Linked DNA regions of Mus musculus: all the other regions are linked to region 2. The links are chromatin contacts, called in public Hi-C and HiChIP or PLAC-seq maps. All regions are on one chromosome and are shown on one strand. The core of a region is the stretch at or near the end of the contact, and the rest is flanking DNA. Distances in the headings are between cores, read along the strand shown.

Region 1 (2,700 bases), core at 90-2,589, 880 kb after region 2:
AGGGATATAGAAACAAAAGAGCAAGCTAAGACCACCTTTTGTCTTTCTCTCTGCTTCCTGACTGCAGTTGATACATTGTGACCACAAGACTGGATTTGCTATGCCATATTGCACCCTCCAACTGTATCGAAAGTGAGCCATCTTTCCTTAAACTGCTTCTGCCAGATGACAATAATAAGAAAAATGGATAGAAGAGGACTTCTGAGTGATTTAAAGATCAAATCTATGAAGAAACTACTGGCCTTCCCGTTTCCCAGAATTTCCCAGAGTCTAGACAAAGTCTTGGCACAATAGTCAAGCTATTGGTCCATGACTTAGTAAATACAGATTTGGGAGTGTGTCCTAATCCATTCAAGTTTCTATTTAATATTACCATAGACTGAGTGGTCTATACTCAATATGAATTAATTTCTCACAGTTTTGGAGGCTAAGGCATTCAAAAAGAACAGATATGGTTTCTTCAAGAGTCCCTCTTGTTGGGCCCTCACATGGTGAAAGGGGCAAGGCATCTCACTGAGCTCACTTATAAGGACACTAATCTAATATCTAAGGGCTGCTCCTCCCTTATCTCAGCACATTCCAAAGACTTTACTTGCTAATATCACCCTACTGGTGATTAGGGTTTCCACATTGAATTTGGTGGGGACACAAACATTCAGATCATAGCAAAGTGCCCTGAATTTTATAGGAATATTACAAAATGTATCAGTTTATTAAGGCTAAGAATTGGAGAAAAAAAAGATGGACTAATGTAAAAAAGAGTAGCTGACCTACTTACTTAAAAAGATTTCTGTACCTGTTGGTAGAAGCCTCCAAAATAGCTAAACACCCCTCTCTGGCAATTACGCTATAAGATACCCCCTTTTTTAAGCCATTAACCTCTTAGAGCTGAAACATTAAGGTCAAGAATTAATTGATTGCTCCAAGTAAGTACTCAAGTATCTGGGTACCACAGGGTTAATGTGTAAGAGTGGGGTAGGAGGGGTTACAAACCAGGAACACATGTCCTCTAAGTTAGTTTGCTTTCTGTTTAATTGCCCTTAAAACACATACTCTCTCACATAGCACAGAAGGTGAGAGCTGAAGGAAGTTTGCTGGGTAATGGCTTGAAAGGTTTTCCTTCTGAGACATGGTGTTGAGTTACAGCATGCAGCGAACTGGGAGGAGAGAAGCTGCTGGCTGCAGCCCCAGCCTAGTCCCACGTTTTCTTGTTTTCTTGGGCTGGAAGGAAGATGGACATGAGCCCTGTGAGACAAGATGCAGTGAAACTGTCCTGCAGCTGCAGCTGACTGCTCCGGGAGCCACCTGGAGCCAGTGTATACTAGGGTTTAGCCAGGGCCAGGGAGCGGGCACAAATACTTTGCTGTGAAATGCCACGCAGGCAGAGAGTGACAGGCAGTCAGTAAGAGCTGAGCTTTTCCCCCTTGGACAGCTATTTCCTGCTTGGTTCCGACGAGAGGGGCCTTGCTCCTACTGCTGCTGCTGTTGCTGCTACTACTACTGCTGTTGCTACCTCAACTCTCTCTCTCCACTCCAGGTAAGCAGAGCGCAAGCTGCAAGTCAGCCTTTGTACGATGAACAAGATCCGAAAGTTTTTCCGAGGAAGTGGGCGAGTCTTGGCATTTATATTTGCAGCGTCTGTCATCTGGTTGCTCTTTGACATGGCAGCTCTCCGCCTCTCATTCAGTGAGATCAACGCAGGGCTACTCAAAGAAGATATCATAAGGAGGGAACATACGGGATTCAGAGTTGAGCCAGACCAAGTGAAGGTCCTTTACACCAGCATCAGAGGGATGGGGCTGCCTCGGAATGGAGCGTGGGGTAAGGAGAACTTTAGAAAAGCTGAGAACCATGAACTCAAGGTTGAGGAGAATATGGACCAAGTCCAGAGGAAAGGGAAAATGCAGAACCTCCTGGGAAGGAGAAAGGCTGTGCCTTTGTGGCATCTTGCACATCTGCAAACCCTCCCAGTGACAATTCCCATGCAGAAGACCCAGGGGAGAGATAGCAAGCCTGAAGTCTCCTCCCAATACATGATGTCCAAGTGGATGACAGTGTTAGAGTCTGAGAAGACCCCATTCACAGCTTCAAGAGGAGTTCCATTGACCAAAATAGCAGGACGTACAGAAACCTTCGATAAAAAACAAGAGGCCCCCCAAAATTATAATGTCAGCAGCGATACATCAAAGCAAGCATCTGAAAGGACCCTGAATATGACCATCAGTGTCAAGACTGATAGATCAAAGCAAAAATCACAGACAGTAACAAAATTGAGGATGCACTTTGCCAGCCCACCAATCCTGAAATCTGAGGAAGTCACAGTCATAAAGAAAGCTGAGGCTCAGAGCAAAGACCTAAAACATGAAGCCCTTAAAGCGCTACCACTTCTTAAGTTCATTGCAGATATGGGTCATTTAAAGAACCAATCTACAAATGAGACACAGTTGGGAAGATTGCCAGAAGATGATGCAGCCAAAGTGGCGCCAGGGAAGAAACTTAATTTCTCTGAAAGTCATGTTGTGATTATAACTAAAGAGGAAGAACTGAAGACAGACACCAAAGAGGTACCTAATTCTAAAACCCAAACTGTGTTTCCTAAATTACTGGGTGGAAGTCCACATAAACAAATCCCCAGAAATCAAAGCAAGACGTCATCCTCTCCCCCAGCTCTGAAGAAAGCAGTGTCTCAGTCCAAGCCCA
Region 2 (2,700 bases), core at 4-2,503:
CAAAGTTAGAAGCACTTCTCAGCACAGCAAACTGGACACCTTCTCCACAATGCTTTCCACAGGCTGCCTACTTGCTGGGACAAGGCATTCTTGTGTCCTAGCTATTTTTTTTTTCAGATGTTCCCACTTGCAAGGCATTCTAGAGCATAGACGATCTTGTTGATAAAGTAAAGAAACCTGAACACCCTCTCCTTTGCTCCCTCCCCTCTCCGCCCCCCCCCCCACTTCTTCCACAATCTTGCTTTGCTTCAAGGAGCGGAGAAGGTTAACAAGACAAACCAGAGGACTTTTGCTTTATCTCCCCACCCCCATCCGCCGCCGCCCTTGAAAATATGTCTGTTCTGGATATTAACCCGTGGCTATGTCACAGTTTCATAACCGTATTCTTTACCTCACGCACACACTGACACACTATCCAAGGACAACATATATCAAAACCAGTCATTTCAGGCAACTTCGCTACAGGACCCTCTACCGACACTACCCTTACTCGACGATATCCGGGAAACCTCCACCAGCGGGCGAGCCGAGCGACACTGTTCCCAAGCAACACGTAAACTTTCTCTCCCGGACTGTTTCCCACATGTTCGCGAGATGGAGCCTCCTCAAGCCACAATCAATTTCACACCAAGAGCAAACTTTGCGCACATCTCCACCGGCAAGTCCGCTTCTCCTAAAACTGTGGGAGTCCCCTTGCCACATCCACCAATGAGAAGCCTGGAAACCTCTGCCGGCAGCCAACTCCCCCCCCTTTACGCTAGCACCGGAGTTCCAGCAGAGGCTCGGCGGAGCTGCGCGCGCCCACTCGCCATCCCCCTTCCCCAGCCCCTTCGCGCTCCGCGGCTCGGGCGACCACTTGCAGAGAACCCGTTCCCTGGTACGCGGAGACCGGGAGGACGCGTGACCGCGGGCGGCCCCGCCGCAGCTACTCACTTGTCCGCTCTCTTCATTCATTCAACTCCGCCGAAGTGCAGTTCCCTCCGGGAGCAGAGGAGCCCGGGTCCGCGGGAGCGCTGCGGAAGCGGGGCGCGGAGAGCCACACGCAGCCAGCCCGGCCGCAGGAGAGGGAGGCAGCCAGCGGGGCCGGAGAGAGGGACGCGGAGCTGTGCGGAGCCGCGGGGCGGACTGGCCCTGGCCGCCAATGTGCCTTTGTTTATGTGGCTCGAGCTGCTGCTGCCAACATGCACCTAAAGTCTGCGCGCGTCAGCCCGCGTCAGCGGCCCGCGGTCCAATCGCCGAGCCGCCGCGCTCCCCGGACTCCTGGCCCGCGCTCGCTTTGGTATATTTCCGACCTGACGTCACGACTGGGGCTGATTTTAAGGTGGGAACGGTTCACCTTGGTAGCCCACTTGGGTGGATTTTTTTTTTTTCCGAAAGAAGTGTGACTTCTGCAACCCAGGTCCGTGAAGTCCGTGGTGATGCTACGCTCCACCTGCCCCTCCCCCGCCCCAGACCTTGCGTCCTCACACGTGGGGAGGGTGCAACAAAAGCTTGAACGGAAAAGAACACTCGCGTGGGCCAGGTAGCTAGCACCTGGGCCGAGAGGGCAGAGGTGTGCCTTGCAGCTCCCCAACATACCCTCCTCACACCCTTTAGCAGAAGTGGAGACAGTTGTCCCGTGGCTCGTAACTCTCCAAAGACTTGGGCGTTAGATGGGATTCCCCTAGTCCGTGCATCCCCCTTCTCCCTTTTTAAAAACCCACTCTTCCTCCCGCTTCGAAGGATGAGAGGTCAGGCCCTTTCCCCTTCTTTACAGAAACTAAAAAGACGTACTATCTAAAGCAATGTGGGAGGAAGGAGGGTAGACAGTGAGCCAAGTCTTAGAGGACCCCACAAGTAGGAGTGAACTGTTGCCAGCTTTCTCTCGCAGACAATACATTAAAGGATCCGGCAACAGGTGCGCCTCCAGCCCAGAGGTGATCTGAACCATCGCCCCCAAGCCCCTCGGTCAACTCTTGACAGAGTTGACATTTCGCTGTGCCCACCAAGCCCTTCAGTCCCTTTCACAGGTTTCTGAAACGCAGGGGCTGTCGTGCCTGCAACCAAGAAGAAAGCATGGAGGGAGAAGCAGCAAGGGGAGTGGAGCTCGAGGCGGGGTGGGTCTCGCCCAAAACGGAGAGTATGTGCCCATTGCCCCAGCCCAGGGTCCGGGTGAACTGTGGGAGCGTGCCCTACCCCCGCGTTCCTCTCAATCGCCTCCAGCTCCGCTCTGCAAGACAATCCGCTCCCCCTCCTCCCAAGCGCGTGGATCTTTCTAGCAAAGGAATCGCAGATCCTCCAGAGGGCTAACCCTACTCCCAGTACCCCCGTGAAGCTGGCCAGACAGGCCTCTTCGGGTTTCTCTCAAGACCAGGAAGGGACTGAGGCCAAGGGAGAGCGACTTTGTAGGGTCCCCTTCTTCTCCCAGGACAGCGCTCCTCCTCCCCTTCTCCCGAGCGTTGGCTCGCTCCCAAGCTACCCGGGCGAGCGGTGTGTGTGTGTGTGTGTGTGTGTGTGTGTGTGTGTGTGTGTGTGTGTGCGCGTGCGTGTGTGTGTGTGTGTGTGTGTGTGTGTGTGTGCAATATACACCTCGGCCCCCTCTCGGTGATCCTAACACCCCGGGAGAACACCGCGGAACTCTCGGGGTTGTGGGGTTGCTCATTCCTAGCCTGCACCTCCGCCTTTGCCAGCTCCAAGCTGAGCGAGCCTGTGGCTGCAGAG
Region 3 (2,888 bases), core at 217-2,716, 740 kb after region 2:
TGTTTGGGTGCCAAGCTCAAGAAGGGGGAGATCATAAAAGTCAGTTCGGATCCTTGAATTATCACTTACAATAGATCTGTACACAAAAACACCAAAACGTCCACTAGAAAACCTATTTGGAATTATGGGATCAACCTATAGATTCCCAGTGTATAGGCACCACTGTGCACTGGTCATTTTGTTATTAGAGTAGTTAATGATACCTTGGTTATTTTGTTGGCTGTTGTTATGTAAAGCTCTATTTGATCCCAATTGTTCAGAGACCTCAAGCCTCTTGAAAGGTCAATGTGAATTCTTACTAAAACAAATACATCACCCCTGTACTTTCAAATTGTCATCTCTGATGATTAACTTTGAGGGCTATGATTAATTATTGCTCACTACCTATGTTTCTAGGACCTTCTAAGTTTTATTTTTAATAATTCTTCGTCTCAGGTGAATTTCTTTCTTTCTCTTAACAGTAACAGCTGGATAGACGCACTAGGGTGAGGATGATTGACACCAGGACTATTATTTTTTTGAGCTTTAATTAGTTTACTCTGAAATTAGCTTGGATGCTCCTACATACGTAGAGAGAGTCTAATGCTCTTAGATGTGAACTCAGTACCAGAGAAGCATAAATGGGACACTTGTTCTCCAAAAGAATAAGAGAGAGGGTGGTTGAGGTCAACACCTGCCACAGACATGCACGCAATCATTATGATGAAACTTGTGAACTTATATCATTAGACCGGATAATAAAATTACTTTAAAATTAAAAAGAAATAAAAACAAAAATCCCTGGATTTCGAGTTTAAGTGCTGCGAGAGTTGGATGAATATTTTAAAAATATGAGCAGGTCACTTTGAAGTTTCAGGTAGTGTGTAAGAAGGACAACCAGGAGTGTGTTGTCACTGTTGCTGACAACTACGTGGAACACAGTTCTAGAGAGGACATACTAAATTACTGAGCCTCAAAGTAGAATGCACGAACCCATATTATTAAGTGTGCCATCTCCTGTCCTTAGGAAGGATTTTGTTTAGAAAGTTTGAGAAACGCAGTAAACTGTTTTTCCCCCTTCCTTGAAGAATATCAGGAAATCTCATATGCTCTAATACATTTGCATTCCTAAACAAATGGAAGTCAGATAAACAATTTAAAAATGATTATTCATGCCCTAGGAAGCCATGTTACCCTGGAGTGCCATTAAAAGGTCAACCATTGCCTCAGACTCTGCAGTGTACACCCTGACCTGGAAGCACCATTGATAATGACCCCACAGCTGCAGGACTTGAAGACTTAATCATCTGACATACAAGCAGCCCGGGGGCATCCATAGCTGGCATTTTCCTCTGTGAGATGTACACAAACAATATGCATTTTAAACAATTCAGAGCACCAGTGCTTAAAATAGACCTGGCACGGCGCACGGCCCCAGGCGCCGCTTCTCACCACCTCAGCTCTCACTCCAAGGCACACGCCAGGAATGTGGGGCTGGCTGCTGCGGCAGCTGGAACCAGAAACCACACAGATGACTGGCTTCTCTCCCACCCAGCAAGGCAAGCGCGTCGTGTGGATCATCAGAAACTTAATTGCAGGACGATATAACTTCAGCCCCGTTGGGAGGAAAATTTAGGTAAACCTGCCGAGATGTCAACTTTCCACGTGAAATTGGAATTGAAAATGTATGCTTAAAATGTATTTTAACATTATTATTGTTATCTAAAGTGCTAGAGATACAAGGAGGGCTTCACACATGATAGGCGACTGCTTTGAACCTTGAGCCATATCCCCAACCCCTGAATAAAATATCACGATTGCCATCTTCCTTTAAGGTGTGTCAGTGTTCTTTTAGGGTTACTCTATCTGTGGTAGAGACTCACCTAAGACCTGTGGAGAAACTGAACAACGATAGAATCAAGGCTGGAAAGAGCTAGAATATGCTTCCTTCCTGCCTTCCTCCCTCAGCCCCTCCCTTCCTCCCTCCTTCCTCCCTTGTCTTCTGAGACAGGGACTATTATATAGTCTACTCTGGCTTGCAACACACTGGAAAGTAGACTGGTCTGGAACTCAGAGTGATCCTCTGGCCTCTGCATCCTGGACGCTGAGACTTTAGGTGAGACTGCCACACCCTGATACACGCTGTGTTTGCAATGTCAACGTGGAGAACAGGGTGGAATGAGTGGCTATTCTTTCGAGGAAGGAATCCAAAGATCCAATAGAAACAAACCCTGGCTTGTCAATTGAAAGTGACAATTTATCTTGCATTTATCTTGCGTGTTTACGTGTGCATTCAGACATGCCAGAGCTTACAGGTAGAAGTCACAGGGTGACTTACGAGAGTCCATTATTTCTTTGCACTCTATGAGTCCCAGGGATCAAGCTAGATTATCAAGAGGCTTGGTGGCAAGTGCCTTCACCTGCTGAGCCATCTCTCCAGTCCCAAAGCCTGTATTTTAAAATAAAGGACACATTTGTAATGTGAAAAGGAAGCTAAATTGATCAGCCCTCCCCTGTGTTACACTTCAATTTTGAACAGAATGAACGGGGAAAAAAAAACTCATTCTTCACATATGACCAGCTGAGTGACAAGTGACCTACGGTGTCACTCTGCCATCTGTGAAGTGAAGAACAGTTTGGTTTTGCATAAACACTGTAGCTCAAACCTCAGGTCTCGTAACTGAGTTCAAATGCAAGTCTCTGTATACAAGTCAACATTAGCTATAAAGGACACTTGGAAAGAGTCTCTATTAATAGGCAATAATTCAGTCATTTATTCATTCAACAAGCCTTTACTGCGTTACGTGCTATGTTTGATATGAAGAGAGTTTGGGGAGGGGATGAAGAGTTGGCCTAATATATATATTCAGGTTTGTAGAGAAGGCGGTGGACAAGGATAGGAAAACATT
Region 4 (2,757 bases), core at 199-2,698, 660 kb before region 2:
CCTTAGCAATACTTTGCTAACATATTCTTGCCTGCTTTATTATTTACAAAAAGTTTTGTAGTTATATAAGTTGTGAAATTAAAATTATATTATGAAATGTAATAATTTTGTTTGGAACATGAAAAAGGATGTATTTCCTTTTTTTTTTTCAAAATGTAGCTATCTATCATACAAAATTGTTTCCAGGAATTAAAAAATCCAAAGCATTTATTGTTTTTAACAAAATCTACACAATTTATTTCCAGCAGTAAATAGTGTAAATGGAATTTCAGATGACGCCAGAGTCACAACTGTGAACGCAGGAATTAATAGCTTCACCTTTTGAAAGATCATCTTCTGTAATTTTTAATTTATAATTTCAAAATCTATATAAGAACATTTAGTATCATAGAAATGTTTAATTCAGTGTATCCCAAATTCATTAATCCATGAACTACATTTCTCTCATGTTAACATTTATAAATATCTTTCACAGGACGTATATTTTTATATTAAATGAATCATGCAGCAGTTAATAAAGCTTCAGAGAAACTAACGTGCTTCTTTTTTTTTTTTTCTAATCTGTGGCATTCTTTGCCCTCTTAGCTCTCAGCACGTTTCTTGAATCTTAGATACCATTTTACATGAAGACAATTTCTAAAAAGCAAAATATAACTGTCTAATTAAGGGCTATGTGATTGGCTAGTTCGTGGTCTCTGCGACAGTTGTGACAAATACACATATTGGCACAGCCCTAACCTCACTTCACAGTTTGCAACACAAAGATGGTATTTTCAGAGATGTGGATAGCGCCCTGATGCAAAGCTTCACCTTGGCTGCTGCTATTCCATTTAATTTTTTATTAACTGCCTGAGCATATGCCATTCTAGAAGAGGGTAATAGTTACAAAATGTCAGCAGAAACATTTAAACTGCTAAAATGTAAATGATTTTATAAATTTGTAATGAAAGGTAATTGTCATGTGGGAAAAGTAACAGAGAAACAGCTATGTGTAAATGTAAAAGTGGTTAAAAATACATCTTATTGGTTGGACGTAGGAAAAGCTAAGTGTATTTTAATGAGTACTGTAAGTAGTATTTAAATAAAATTAGATTCATAAGCAGAAATGTGAATTCTATAATATTTTATTTTCTAACATTAGAAAAGTTCATAATAATGACAAGAACTCATAGGACTTTAGTGTGCTGAATTCTATAAACAGTAGGACATGGAAATGTTTCATCTCATTAAAAGAACAAATAAATCAAAGAACCATAATATAAATACAAAGTCGAGTGTCAGGATGGTAGCTTTAAAAGCACAATATTCAAATATGATTAGTTTATTGCTTGAATTTTCACTATGATTTAAAAAAATTAGTGATTACTCCCTTCAGCAACACAGTGCTGGGTCAGCGCTCTTAGATATGTCAGGAGCAAGAGCGGCCAAGGCATGCAGCGTTTCCCCAGCCACCACGCAGCAAGCACCTTCCAGTTAGGTTTGCGGGCAACCATCTTTAAATGCTTGAGCCGCTCTGCTTGGCCGTGACAAGATTTGCAATTCTCTACGTTTATTTACACACCATCACCCCAACTAGACATCACATAGAAGTGGCATGGTCACAGCTGACCCCAGGGTAGTCCCTGTCTCTGCCGATCCAATTTCATCCTGCTCTGCAATTGAACAGCATCCACTGAGGAGAATGCATGCACAGGACTCCGTGCCACAATAAAATTAGCAGTAGCTTGTCACAGGGCATTTTCCTGCTTTACAGTGACAGACCCCGGACAAATAGGTCTGCTTTCCAGAAATCCACAGAGGCCTGGCTCTCTTGAAATGTATATGAGCCCAGCATGCTTATGCTACAGTAGTCTATATGGTAAACCGGTTATTTGAGAGTTAGAGAACAGTGTTAAAGCTGCAGCCTGGCTAGTGTTTTCTGGTTCCTCTTCACAGTTTTCAGGGACTTTAATTACATTTGAATAGACTACTTATTTTGGGTTTGTTGAAAGAGAGCGTCTGTTAAGGAGTGGTAACTGAGATAAATTTATTCTTACTTCAGGGGAAAGACTTGCTGCTCTGATTTACAGTATTTTGAAAGCAAAACTTTAAAGACTATTTTCTTTCCCAGTTTGGTGTGAGTAAATAAGTCAGAAGTCACAAGTAAGCATCTTGGAGTGGTTTTGTATGAACAAAAATTAGTTCTATGATAAGTATAAGCTGTTTAAGAGCATTACATTTAAAATGTATTTATAAAAGAGTTTCGATCTTTTGTTCACGAGGTGTTTTAAAAATAATGTAAGAGGTAGGTAAATATTACTGATTGTAAGTAGAAAATATTTTAAATAGACTGCATTTTGCAACCTGGCTTAAAGTCGTTTTATTCAATATTCTGTACAGCTCTGAACATCAAACACTCTCAGAAGCTCTGGGATCATTTTATATTCTCTGGAAGACAGAAAGAAATCCAAAACCTAGTTAAATAAATTGTTCATTTATTCCTTCCCTTTTATGCACCAAGATCTACATGTGGTCATTAATTATAAAGAGACTATTATAGCACCATATTTTCATTCAATATGATGTCCTGGTATATATCAAAGAAGTCCCATAATTAAAACAGAAGGGCCACAATGACAATTAAAATTACAATCTATATGAGGAAAGAAAGTACAGTTCTGCAATTTTTCACCCTGTCACTGTCAGCTGTGTAGAATATTCTGGTCACGTCTCTTGCAAAGCAGCCTAAATTCTTCTTCACCAATGCAACCGCAAAAG
Region 5 (2,742 bases), core at 86-2,585, 600 kb after region 2:
GTATGTACATGTGTGCTTGTGTTTGTGTGTGAATGTGTGTGTGCATGTGTGTATGTGTGTGTGTGTGTGCGTGTGGTGTGTGTGTGCGCGTGTGTGCATGTGAATGTGTGTATGTATGTGTGGGTACCAAAGGAGGCCACAAGGATCAGATCTTCCAGACCTGGTCTTAGTAGACAATGTTTGTGAGCAGCAGCCGTGGATGCTGGGAACTGAGCTTTGTCTTTTGCAAGAGTAGTATGTGCTCTTAAACACTGAGCCCTCTGCTTTTGTGGTTTTGTTTCACCTTGTGTGACAGGGAAAAGACCGTTAGTGATCTTCAGACTTTCTTCACTCTCTGAGGAAGTTTATTTTCTTCCATTGGTATCAGTAATTCAATGCCCTGCGCACCTCAGTGCAGTGATTCCTTGGAAGGTCCCTTAGAACAATAGCCATACATTCTGGCTGAATCCGCTCTTATTAACAACAGTCTTAAATTAGGAAGATAATGGGAATAAATATATATGTTGAAATAATCTGCATCTGTTTTCAATGGAGAATTTAGTTTCCTGGGACTATGATCTATGTTTTGCTTCTACTTTTTAAATTTAAGAATGCAAGGAAACAAACTATTTCTAGTGTATAAGATAAAAATGATTTTGAAAATATGAAATTAGTGCAGCATTAAATGGAACACAATTCTCCATGAACTCAATGACCTTAACTGCTTCCTCCAAATAACTTTTATTTCCAGGGTAAACATGCATTGAGGTAATATTTTGCATATGGAAATCTTATTCTTCGAAGTGAAAAGTATGTCAGTATCAAGGTGGAATAACAAAATGGCTTCTTAACAGTCCTACACATACCAATAAATCACAGGGAATACTCCCTCCCTTTCCCTAGTGGGATAAACATGGTTTGTCACATTTGGAGAATTTTGTATATTGTAGGAATAATCAGAACACATTGTTAGCTCCAATTTTCCATCATTTATTCTTCAGTGCCAAACAAAAGCAAACCTTACCTCCCAGCTTAGTCATGGGTAGAAAGAGAATTTGCCTTTTAATGGAAGCTGGTGTTTGAAAAAGAGGCTGTTCAAAGTGTGTGCACGGAGGGTGGGGGCACTGTTCCTATTAATGCACGATAGTTCATTGTGCTTACTAATGCTATGGAAAAGCCTCTTTAAAAATCCTTTTCATGGCAGCATATTTTGCATAGGCTTATATTAAAACTCAGGCTACTGTTTGCCAGTGGAAACACGACAGCCAATCTCAAAGTCAGTTTGAATGAGAGCTAGACCAAGCAGACAAGGACAGATCCTTTATCCATCTGATATGTCATGCCAACAAATGGCTTTTTTTGTGCACTCTGTCAGTGTCTTAATCAGTGTCGACAGCCCCCAGCTCTGACTCAGCTCTGAAAGCTATTCTCACACTTAATCCTTCAACTCGCATACGTTGTAGAGACACTCAGACAAGGCATGATAGTACACATGATTTACACGCTTCTGTCAATTCCTGGATTTGTCACACATCAAAACCACACAAGACGGATCTCTTCCCATTGCTGTCTAAGATGCTTAAAGGATCGCTTACAGAGTTCATACTTCTAATTTCCTGATAGAGATATTTACTGTGACTTGTTCCCACGATAATTTAGGAAATCCTCAAATTGCTCTATTAGTGTCTTAGTAACCAGGATCTCAAACACAGATATCTGTATGTAAATTGTTTTCTTGTTCCATTTGAGTATTAGATATATGCAGATTATCACACAGAGTTATAAAAATTAGAGTTCATAGATGCTTAAGATGCTTAGTTTATTTATTGAGCTTTTTTAGCCACGTGAATTTAAAGCCTTTGGCTAATTTTTGCATATGATCAAATAAGATTTTACCTATAACTTGTCATTCTTTCCATATATATCAGACTGAAATTACATTATGTAGGTGAAAGCTCTATCACAGGACATTGTTCATTTATTAGGTAGATCTAAATATAGATTGACATGTATGTTTCTTTAATAATGGACCCCAGAACTTCACAGTAGGATTAAATTTGGAGTATTTACATTTTGCTTTTTGTTATTATTATCTTTAATCTTTTTTTTTTTACAGTCCAGTCGTTATCCCTCTCCCGTTCTGCCCTCCAACAGTTGCTCACTCCATTTCTCCTCCCCCATCTCCAAAAGGATGTTCTCACACACTGTGCCAGGCCTCCCTATCTCCTGGGGCCTTAAGTCTCTCAAGGGTTAGGTGTGTCTTCTCTCATTGAGGCCAGACTAGACAGTTCTCTGCTATATTTTGCTTCTTCAGGGATAAAGAAACTCATGACTGAGAAAGAAGGAGCTTATTTTACCTACTCAGTAGTGTAAAGATAACACAAGTAAATGAAGGATGTAGATGAAGTAATGGAAGGATCTACAGATTGAAAACTGTAACTGTAAAATAAATATTCACAAATAAAATGCTTGCTATATTACTAAAACTCGGTTCTTACAATTTTACCATTTACACTGAAATCCTTCCTCACCCACCTAAGAAAGCCTGGCAAATTTTCTTAATCACCCTGTGCCTCAGATTCCATCAGTAGAGATTGCCCTGCAGGTATGCAGTGAAGACGGGTTAGAGGTGTCACAAAGCTGACACCAGCAGCAGCCTACAGGAGAATGTGTTTATGCCATTAAAGCTATTCATGTTTAAGTGGTAATAAAACACATGGCTAGAAATGCAAGTGTGAAACTAGCATGCAGAACTGTTTTAAG
Region 6 (2,700 bases), core at 101-2,600, 790 kb after region 2:
TAAATTGGCTCTATTAAAAAGAACTTCTTTTATTTAGGATAGGGGCTGCTGATGGAGATCTAGTTGACTTCTGCTTTAAGAATCTTTACTGAATAGACTCCAGGGCATCTGTCTTTTAGCTCTCTCATAGAAAAGGGTGGTTTATTCATTAATTCATTTAAAAAAAAATTTTGTTAAGTTATGAGTATGTGCCAGGAAATATTCTAGGTGTATTTTTCAGACACAGCAGTGGTAACAATCAACAGTAATAAAACCAGGTTAAAAAGATCTTTCCCAAGAGATTATAATCTAGTGAGTCAAAAAATAATAAACATAATGTATATAACGAAATTATATAATATGCTAAAATTATTGCTAATCTTTGAGAAACATTCTTTAATGAGATGCCTCTCCTATGCATATTTAGACTCTTACTAGGGCAGTTCCCTGGGAGGCCAACTTACTAACGCTAGATACAAGCTAGATGTGCCTCTCCAGACTTAAAAAAGTGACAAATGCCAAGCTTGTGTGGGTTTGGAGGGGGAAATGTGTATATGTGCATGCAAGTTTACATTTAAACACCTTATGGACTATTATCAAATCTTACATGGATGTCTTTAGATTTTTTTCCATGGAGTATCCTATATGCCATGCACTGCTGCCTTTCCAAAGAGTTAAGCCTTTTGAAATACGAAGAGACAGGTCATTGTGAAATGAAGCAATTCCATAAGTAATCTTTTATTCAGTCAACAGACCCATATATACAAATCACCAAAACTATAAAGGCTGGCTCAATGAGTCCTTTTTTTTTCCCATATAGGGAGTTATGGTATTCACTTAGAAAGCTAAGGAGAAATGAAATGACTTTATACTAATTCCCTTAATTTAATCACACAAAATGTCAGGACAATGTCATTTAAAGCTCTTTAATGATTTTTAAACAAATGGTCCCTGTAGCAGAAAAATAGTTGAACTAACATTGCTAACATCAATTTAATTTCTTTGGAATTGAAATATTAAATGAGCCTATCCTATCCCATTTACTTTTCAAACTGTGCTGAGGAAATACCTGAGGACCTCTCGGGAAACCCTAATAGGATCCTTCACTCTGTCCATCAGTCCAGAAGCACTATAATAATGCCTGAAATTTAGTCAATTCCACTTGATACATGGAATGAAACCATTATCACTATGCATGCCTCTCTTCAGCCTTCCTTTGTGAAAATTCCAAGCCCAATTTATCAACACCAGAAACTCACTTAGCATGGCTGCAAATTCTATATATATTTTTTCCAATGTTAATGTGAGTCATCATAGCATATCTCCTTAACCATATGTGCTAGAGCGAAGGACAGACAGTTATTTTAATATTCCTGGCCTAGAATCCTTCCCACAACAAACACATTTGATGCTCATACATGGTCCCTTTCTTGCCGACACTCATGCCTGTCAAAATGGCATGGTGCCTACTCAACATATGGACCGCTAGCTTTTCTCACTGGGGCACAGTTGCCAAAGAAATACGGGTTAAGCTGGGCACCCCGCATAGTAAAGCAGGTGACAGCTCTGCTGCTCCCCATCATGGGGGGGGGGGATGTGGCTGCAAACCCTCTAAGTGCTTGCCACTCCCTACACTGTGTAGTTTCATGAGATAGAAAAAAAGATTTGAGTCTTTAACTGGATCCCTCTACTTTTAGACAATTCCCACCTAGTACCTTTGATCCTATTACCTTCTACTCATGGATAGGAGGTCCATCTTCTGCCAAAAGCATACTATAGTTTAATAATCATTTGGAAGCACACAGTTATTAAATAAAGTAGCTAGCTAGCAAGCAAAAGAATTAGTATGTATGTGTGCATGTATGCAAGCACATACATATATGGAGAGAGAGAGAGGGAGGGAGGGAGAGAGAGAGAGAGAGAGAGAGAGAGAGAGAGAGAGAGAGAGAGAGAGAGAGAGAGAGAGAGAGAGAGAGAGAGGAAATCTGTATTGTTTCTATCCTGGCTTCTAATTTTCTACCTTCAATATACTAGGGCTGAGCAGCCCCTTCAGCACTGAGGGTTGAGATTTAAAAAAAAAAAAAAAAGATTGTTTAAGTCTTTCACAAATAGAGCTGACTCCTTACTTTTTTCCAATGAATCATTTCCTCCCTAATCAGGCTACATCCTGTTTGGTCTGTAATTTTTATTTCAAAATTTCCAAGTCAATTTTCATTTGTCCAAAAGAGTTTGTCTTGGCAGTGGCAAAAATGTATCCCTTTTCCCCAAACAAAGGCTTACACTTCATGTCTTGGGTCACTGTCATTCTATAAGAAACCTTAATAAGGTGTCTGGTCCAGTCTGTCTTTAGCACAAAGACTACAGGTAACTTATGTTTTGCCACCTTGGACAAATCCATCTATTGAAAATAGAAGCTTTCATAGTTAGTGTCTATCCTGGGCTCTAGGGCCATGAATTAGTCAATTAACAGTCACAAATGCCTGCTCTGTGTTGGGCAACTTTAGGGCAAGACTTTAAATAGCAGAGATCACCCTCCCCCAGTGTAGAAGTCCTCATCCTATCCATTTTAAAGATGATGAAGAAATCTTATTGGGCTCTGTGTGGAGTCAAGCTGGCACCATTTAAAAAGTAATAAACGTAGGTAGCATTCATTTAAAATCTTAGCATGTACTGCTCTGAAGAGCTTGCACATGGGCCTGTGAGATGTCTCAGTGGATAAAG

The links. A called contact is a pair of places that touch in the nucleus more often than the background predicts. HiChIP or PLAC-seq counts read pairs in DNA pulled down with a chosen protein or histone mark.
Region 1: a Hi-C map of the N1E-115 cell line shows a contact between it and region 2, with 4 times the contacts expected there. The contact joins the promoter of Galnt5 here to the promoter of Nr4a2 in region 2. A contact is called at or near these places in 2 of 39 promoter capture datasets (hippocampal neurons and second pharyngeal arch cranial neural crest) and 1 of 484 Hi-C or Micro-C datasets (the N1E-115 cell line).
Region 3: an H3K4me3 HiChIP or PLAC-seq map of craniofacial prominence shows a contact between it and region 2, with 6 times the contacts expected there. The contact joins the enhancer-like site here to the promoter of Nr4a2 in region 2. A contact is called at or near these places in 7 of 39 promoter capture datasets (cranial neural crest, embryonic stem cells, frontonasal cranial neural crest and 4 more), 5 of 484 Hi-C or Micro-C datasets (cardiomyocytes, cerebellum, cranial neural crest and 2 more), 13 of 115 datasets of contacts at active chromatin or transcription factors (bone marrow-derived macrophages, craniofacial prominence, embryonic forebrain and 10 more) and 1 of 9 other capture datasets (embryonic stem cells).
Region 4: an H3K4me3 HiChIP or PLAC-seq map of neural tube shows a contact between it and region 2, with 5 times the contacts expected there. The contact joins the enhancer-like site here to the promoter of Nr4a2 in region 2. A contact is called at or near these places in 5 of 39 promoter capture datasets (cranial neural crest, frontonasal cranial neural crest, hippocampal neurons and 2 more), 1 of 484 Hi-C or Micro-C datasets (neural progenitor cells), 9 of 115 datasets of contacts at active chromatin or transcription factors (astrocytes, craniofacial prominence, embryonic basal ganglia and 6 more) and 1 of 9 other capture datasets (embryonic stem cells).
Region 5: a contact with region 2 is called in an H3K4me3 HiChIP or PLAC-seq map of embryonic basal ganglia, with 3 times the contacts expected there. The contact joins the enhancer-like site here to the promoter of Nr4a2 in region 2. A contact is called at or near these places in 14 of 39 promoter capture datasets (the 3T3-L1 cell line, the HPC-7 cell line, HPC-7-derived erythroid cells and 9 more), 5 of 484 Hi-C or Micro-C datasets (adipose-derived mesenchymal stem cells, bone marrow-derived DN2 thymocytes, cortical neurons and 2 more), 12 of 115 datasets of contacts at active chromatin or transcription factors (craniofacial prominence, embryonic basal ganglia, embryonic forebrain and 8 more) and 1 of 9 other capture datasets (embryonic stem cells).
Region 6: a Hi-C map of cerebellum shows a contact between it and region 2, with 2.7 times the contacts expected there. The contact joins the enhancer-like site here to the promoter of Nr4a2 in region 2. A contact is called at or near these places in 13 of 39 promoter capture datasets (the 3T3-L1 cell line, 3T3-L1-derived adipocytes, the C10 cell line and 8 more), 28 of 484 Hi-C or Micro-C datasets (3T3-L1-derived adipocytes, B cells, Sertoli cells and 17 more), 16 of 115 datasets of contacts at active chromatin or transcription factors (the NIH/3T3 cell line, acute myeloid leukemia, astrocytes and 12 more) and 1 of 9 other capture datasets (embryonic stem cells).

The regions. Positions count from the first base shown.
Region 1 is chr2:57,996,816-57,999,515 of GRCm38.p6, forward strand. Galnt5 (polypeptide N-acetylgalactosaminyltransferase 5) reads left to right here and starts at 1,340. Exons shown (of 10, transcript NM_172855.3): 1 at 1,340-2,700. The coding sequence starts at 1,575. The region is part of intron 1 of Gm33594 (a long non-coding RNA gene); the gene reads right to left.
Region 2 is chr2:57,113,785-57,116,484 of GRCm38.p6, forward strand. It overlaps Nr4a2 (nuclear receptor subfamily 4, group A, member 2), which reads right to left and starts at 1,254. Exons shown (of 8, transcript NM_013613.2): 1 at 934-1,254.
Region 3 is chr2:57,855,500-57,858,387 of GRCm38.p6, forward strand. No RefSeq gene overlaps it. Among named protein-coding and RNA genes, the nearest start is that of Galnt5, 140 kb to the right of the region's middle. Within about 2 kb of position 1,467, at least 18 of the 459 cell types and tissues checked have an H3K27ac peak or open chromatin away from gene starts, as enhancers often do. A contact at or near this core is called in craniofacial prominence, heart atrium, myocytes and 1 more, where this site is marked.
Region 4 is chr2:56,453,238-56,455,994 of GRCm38.p6, forward strand. No RefSeq gene overlaps it. Among named protein-coding and RNA genes, the nearest start is that of Mir195b, 330 kb to the right of the region's middle. Within about 2 kb of position 1,449, at least 10 of the 459 cell types and tissues checked have an H3K27ac peak or open chromatin away from gene starts, as enhancers often do. A contact at or near this core is called in neural tube, where this site is marked.
Region 5 is chr2:57,715,841-57,718,582 of GRCm38.p6, forward strand. No RefSeq gene overlaps it. Among named protein-coding and RNA genes, the nearest start is that of Gm25388, 63 kb to the left of the region's middle. Within about 2 kb of position 1,336, at least 4 of the 459 cell types and tissues checked have an H3K27ac peak or open chromatin away from gene starts, as enhancers often do. A contact at or near this core is called in embryonic basal ganglia, where this site is marked.
Region 6 is chr2:57,905,656-57,908,355 of GRCm38.p6, forward strand. No RefSeq gene overlaps it. Among named protein-coding and RNA genes, the nearest start is that of Galnt5, 91 kb to the right of the region's middle. Within about 2 kb of position 1,351, at least 9 of the 459 cell types and tissues checked have an H3K27ac peak or open chromatin away from gene starts, as enhancers often do. A contact at or near this core is called in cerebellar granule neurons, cerebellum and hippocampal neurons, where this site is marked.